Regions from separate parts of the Zea mays genome. Here region 2 is linked to region 1. Evidence: chromatin contacts called from public Hi-C data. All regions are on one chromosome and are shown on one strand. The core of a region is the stretch at or near the end of the contact, and the rest is flanking DNA. Distances in the headings are between cores, read along the strand shown. Region 1 holds the start of LOC100285777 (LHT1). Region 2 has its middle 89 kb from the start of LOC542688.

Region 1 (2,872 bases), core at 159-2,658:
GCTTAGACTGCTTTATGAAATTTGAAATGTGATGAGACTTATGCCTTATGGTGACTGGTGATAGCTTATTAGATTAGAGTATCATACTTTTGGTCATGGTCTTATGGAATATGGAATGTGATGGGATCATTGGACCGCATGGTATGGGTCATGGATGTGTAAATAAATTATAATTTCATTATTTCATCTCTCGTCTATTAAGTATTAACAGTTTATTACTGTGTTGTCTATCTTGTGACCTGAAAATAGCTTCAAATCTGTAACTTATGCTTGCTGGCAACCGAATCTGTCACCTGGGCGCAGTGGTGGCCCTGAGGATGCCGCAGAGGGACGGTTGCCCTGGGCCTCCGAATTCATAGGACCCAATTCTAATCATGTGATTCAATAACCTATTAATAAAGTAATGAATATCTAAACATGTTAGAAGAAAATTTTAAAGTGCATATATCCTTTTATTTACTTATTATTTGACATAAATATTTTTAGATGTATTAAAAATGTTTAATTAGTAACATTTATATATTAAAAATAATTTGAATGATCTCTATTTGAAACCTTCTCCCGAGCCCCTAAAATGTTAGGACCGCCACTGCCTGGGCGGCACAGTCTAGGTGGCACAGTGGCTCGTGAGCCTTGTTCGAGCTAAGCCGACCCGGTTATCCCAGCTCGTCGCACTGCCGAGCCAAGCCGGCTTGTTTCCAGCTCTAATCATACACATATACTAGCTAGCTATATCTTGATATAGCTATATTTTGATGTGCGGTCAAGATATAGCTAGCTAGTATAAGTGCATGATTCGACGGTGGAGAGAAGACTCTTGACTCTTGAGACACGTTTTTCCACAAGAAGACGCATACGCAATTCCTGAACCCTGAGTCCCTGACGACGACACATCATCGATCAGGTTTGAGCTGACTTATCTTCGGTGTGTGAAAGCGTAAAAAAGCAATATATATAACTTCTGAACAATGGACGGCGCCGCGGTGAACCACACAGGTGTCCTTTCCCTGCTTCCAAATTCTCGGCACGACATACACAAGCCCAGTACTGGTACTGCCATACGTACGTACTAGTAAAAAAATGTACACGTAGTTGACAAATCAAAACCACACGTGTACCACGTTAGGCTTTGTTCGTTTCATCCCTAATCCATGGGGATTGAGGGGGATTGGAGTGGATTGAGGAGGATTTTGACTTGTAGGGGATTCAATCCCTCTCAATCTCCATAGATTTGATAAAAACGAACAGGGCCTTAATGATACAGTACACAGTATTATTATTATTATTATTATTATTGATAATAACTCGGAGAGAGAGAATATGTACGTAGCGGTATACGCGCTGCCACCGAAACTAACTCGGCTACTTATGTGCTGTTAGCTAGGCCATCGATCGGGTGGATCGGAAACCAGCTGACGCTGAGTCGTCTTTCTCGGCAGCAGGACCCGCCGCCGCCTCCTCTCCATCTCTCTCTCTCTCTCTCTCGCCATATCGATTCCATTGGGGACGCAAGCACCGCCCCAGACCCAGAGCTTCTCTTCTCAAAAGGTGCGCGTACGACGTAGTACGTGCAGTGCGGCGCCTTCTTCTCGATCTCTCTCTCTTACCAAGGAAATCGATCTCTTACATGATCTATAGGGGGCTGGGGGCGTCAATAACATACATATAAAAACTCGCATGCAGATGCAGGAGCAGGACGTGGACGATGGCGGCGGCAGGACGACCCAGCAGCAGGAGAAGTCGATCGACGACTGGCTCCCTATCAACTCCTCCAGGAAGGCCAAGTGGTGGTACTCCGCCTTCCACAATGTCACCGCCATGGTCGGCGCCGGCGTGCTCGGCCTCCCCTACGCCATGTCCGAGCTTGGCTGGTACGTATACTTCATGTCACGAATCCTAAATCCGGCTTCCGATGATGATCGATTCGACCTCAATACAAGCTAAGAAGATTGATGAGATAAGAAAAATCCAGATTTTCTTTCCCCCACCCTGATTGGTGCCGGGAAAAAAAATCTCAAGTTAGCTTGTTGTCTCTTTCCGGTCCTTATGTTTATGTCTCATGACTTGCCTCTTTTTTTTTTGGTCTAGTAGTCTCATGTGTGTTAATTTGCGCTGTTGGGCCGATTTTGTCTAGACGATGTGACAGTTACAAAAGTAACATGATAGGTACATGAACAAAAACCTGAATACCGGTCACACCCGATAAGTTAAATACACGTCATGATGTATACCTATAATTTGAGAGTATATACATGAATATTTGGCATCTATATCATCATATATATGCACGTCATGATGACTATCATATTTAATAGGGTTTTTTAAGTTGGTGCTCTCAGTTTGTATCGTATATAGTAACATGTGGACTACAATTAATTAAAATACGATCCTTTTATCAACAGCTGAATAAAGTGATTCAATTGTACGAGCGATTAACTCGTTGTCAGATAAAGATTATTAGGGGGTCACGGGCAGATAAATGGTTCATTGTTGATTATTGGCGTGCACACAGGGGCCCTGGCATCGCGGTGATGATCCTGTCGTGGATAATCACCCTATACACGCTATGGCAGATGGTGGAGATGCACGAGATGGTGCCTGGGAAGCGGTTCGACCGGTACCACGAGCTCGGGCAGCACGTCTTCGGCGACAGGCTGGGCCTCTGGATCGTGGTGGCGCAGCAGCTGGCAGTAGAGGTGAGCCTGAACATCATCTACATGGTCACCGGCGGCCAGTCCCTCAAGAAGTTCCACGACGTCATCTGCGACGGCGGCAGGTGCGGCGGCGACTTGAAGCTCTCCTACTTCATCATGATCTTCGCCTCCGTCCACCTGGTCCTCTCCCAGCTCCCCAACTTCAACTCCATCTCCGC
Region 2 (2,872 bases), core at 205-2,704, 380 kb after region 1:
CACAGCTCAATGATGAAGGCAGAACTCAACACCATTCGATCCTTCAAAAAGGCATCAGGTGTAGCTTCATCTCACCCACCTCCTAGCCGTGCACAAGCGACCACACTCCGTAGGCAATAAACTCCTCCACCAAGTCACGTCCGGTGCTTGCTTTGGAGGCGCGGTGAAGGGCATCTTTGTTCGCATCTTCTTTTTTCAATTTAAATTGTGGGAAGGCCATGTAGAAATGTGAGCACATGATGGACAAAGGTAGCCCTGGAACACCCTCGGTGTCCTTCAATGTCACATAAAACAAAAAATCCCACCAATTCCCCCACTTGTTCTTCGCACATGGAACGAGTTCCACAACCTCACCCAAACCAAACTGCACAATCTTGCCACTAGCAACCTTCTTCTGTTAGTGGAGGCAGTAGTTCTTAACGAAGACTTAAATCGAAGGCTCTCCGCCATATGTAGCCGCTACCCACATAAACTTCGCCAATGCCACCATGGCATTGGGTGTAAGCTGGTGAAGTTGGACCTCGAAATGCAGGCAGTCGAAGACCAGTAGTGAAAACTCTTCAAAAACCACCAACTCCCCCTCCGGCTCTGGGACCTCCTTGGCCCCCGGAGCACGCCCCACACCGTCTCTGAAATACCCTAAGCGCTGCATTTCATGCACGTGGCCCGAGTAGATCCTCAACGTGCCAAATTCCATCATGTGCCCTGGCAACAAATCCATAACCGTCACTGAATCGCTAACCATCTTCTCCGAGGACGGCGCGCTCGACGACGCAGTCACGACAGACAACGACGAGGAAGAAGACGACATTACATACCATCTACGACGGCGAGCATTCTCCTTCACACGGGCCAGTTCATCGGCGGTGAGCAACCTTCTCGGTGTGAGCGGCACGTTGTAATACCCAAGTTGTAAACGATAAGAAGTGGAATTTTTTCCTTATATATATGAGTTGCCTCTACATATGAACACATGTGAACACCACATTTAAAAGTAAATAATTAATAAATGACATACTAAATTGTGCATCATGCTGGCTTTATTTGTATGCGCATTTAATAATAATAGTAGTCACATTAATAGAAATAAATTTATATCCAAATTTGAGAGTTAATGATTAACTTGAATATTTGAAAATGAGAAATAATCAAGAAAAGAGGGGAGGAAAGAAAACATTTTATACATAAAATAAATATATAAATAAATACATAATCTTCTTGCACTAGGAGTTGAATTTGTACATTTGGCTCAATGGTGAAACTCATAGCAAAATTCAAATTCAATTTTGAAATTAAAAGAAAATAAAACAGAAAAAAGAAAAAGAGAAAAACCTACCTGGGCCACGGATCCCATTTTCGGCCCACTAACTCTTTCCCCCACGCAGCCCAACCCCACTCATGCACACGTGCCGACATCTGGGGTCCATCTGTCAGTCGCTACAGGCGTATTCTACACGCACGATCTCGCCTCCACGTGGGACCCACTCCATCAGCTCTCTTCTCCCAACTACCGCCGACTATGGCACGGTCAACTGCGGAGCTCGGGCTTCCCTCCCTTCTGTCCCGTAACCAACCCACCTAGGCTATAAGTGCGCGCGGTGTCCGGTCAGCCACTTCCCCCTTTTTCGGCAGAGACCTACCACTACCATGCCGCCGTGCGGGAGAGAGAGATTCGGTGTGGGCTCGCCATTGCCGCCAACCCCACCGTCGACAAAACCACGCATCCACTGTCGTTGTGCCATCCATATAGCTCTGAGCGCTTCGTCTCAGCTTGCCGTAGGAGTCCGCAAACTCAACATGAGGGATTATAGGCTAGGGGATCGCGAATTCTTTGTCGGAGAAGTTGCTCCGCCGTGGCCGCATCCGCCGTCGAGGCCGAGTCTATTCACGCTACTAATCTTGGTGAGATATTCCTTCCCAGTCTCTCTTTCAACTCTGCTTCGAATTGTCGTGACCAGAGGAAGGTTTCGTGCGGGGATTGGGAGGTATTGGTCTGGCTGACCATGGCACCACCGCGGGAGGGGGCTGAACTTCGGTGACCAAAGCTGGGTGGACGCGACCAGACATTGTGGGCCATCGATCTTCCTAAGGACGATCCAGATTAGACGGTAGAATAATGTTTCACCGTGACCAATGAGAACCGTCGATCTGGCGATGACTGGTTTAGATTAATAGTAGGCAACGCATTTCGCGCAGATAGATTTGGTGCGTCCAATCCCTATAGTGCGGTTGTAGTTTTGTAACGGTTCACGAGTATGTAAATCTAATCTGAGCCCTTGATTCCCGATCAGGCGGTCGCGGTCTGTGGATACCCTTTCGACCGGGCGTTTTGCTTAAGAGTCCTCGGAGTTTTTGGGAATCAACCCGCACTCCGCAGTATAGTATTATGAGTCTTAGGATTCTTATGAGGAAGCCCATGCACTTCTCTATTTTTGTGCAGCAGTCCAAACAGAGATTAAATCAGGAAATTAATTTCAGAAATGAATTTCTAAGTATAAATAACCCTAGAACTTGTTTAATTCCTAGAAAATTCATATTAAGTCCTAATTGATCCATTCCAGTTCCTATAATTTTGTAATAATATTGTTTATCACATATTGTCTCTGTTTTAACATGAAAGCTATATTAAAATTGACCTCTTAATTAATCTTGAACCAAACACATAAAATCTTCAGAAATTCATAACTCGAAATCCGTAACTCATAATTTAGTGATTCTTTTTCTTATGATCTCGTTTTAATGCGTAGATTATTAATATGTATTTTGTATAAATGTTTGGTGTGATGTTAAATTTTCCCTTGTACTATGTTTGTTTGTATTGTGGCGAGTAGAAGAGCCAGTGGCCGAGTATTCCGGTGTTCAGCAGGTAGAA

Evidence for each region. Hi-C and Micro-C count contacts between places; a contact is called where the count stands out from the background.
Region 2: a contact with region 1 is called in a Hi-C map of bundle sheath, with 2.3 times the contacts expected there. The contact joins the enhancer-like site here to the promoter of LOC100285777 in region 1. A contact is called at or near these places in 3 of 25 Hi-C or Micro-C datasets (bundle sheath, endosperm and leaf).

Annotation. Positions count from the first base shown.
Region 1 is chr10:56,102,577-56,105,448 of Zm-B73-REFERENCE-NAM-5.0, forward strand. LOC100285777 (LHT1) reads left to right here and starts at 1,409. Exons shown (of 7, transcript NM_001413989.1): 1 at 1,409-1,564; 2 at 1,684-1,871; 3 at 2,513-2,872. The coding sequence starts at 1,684. LOC100304039 (a long non-coding RNA gene) reads left to right here. Exons shown (of 4, transcript XR_560079.4): 4 at 1-218.
Region 2 is chr10:56,478,132-56,481,003 of Zm-B73-REFERENCE-NAM-5.0, forward strand. No RefSeq gene overlaps it. Among protein-coding and RNA genes, the nearest start is that of LOC542688, 89 kb to the right of the region's middle. Within about 2 kb of position 1,455, at least 19 of the 20 cell types and tissues checked have an H3K27ac peak or open chromatin away from gene starts, as enhancers often do. A contact at or near this core is called in bundle sheath and leaf, where this site is marked.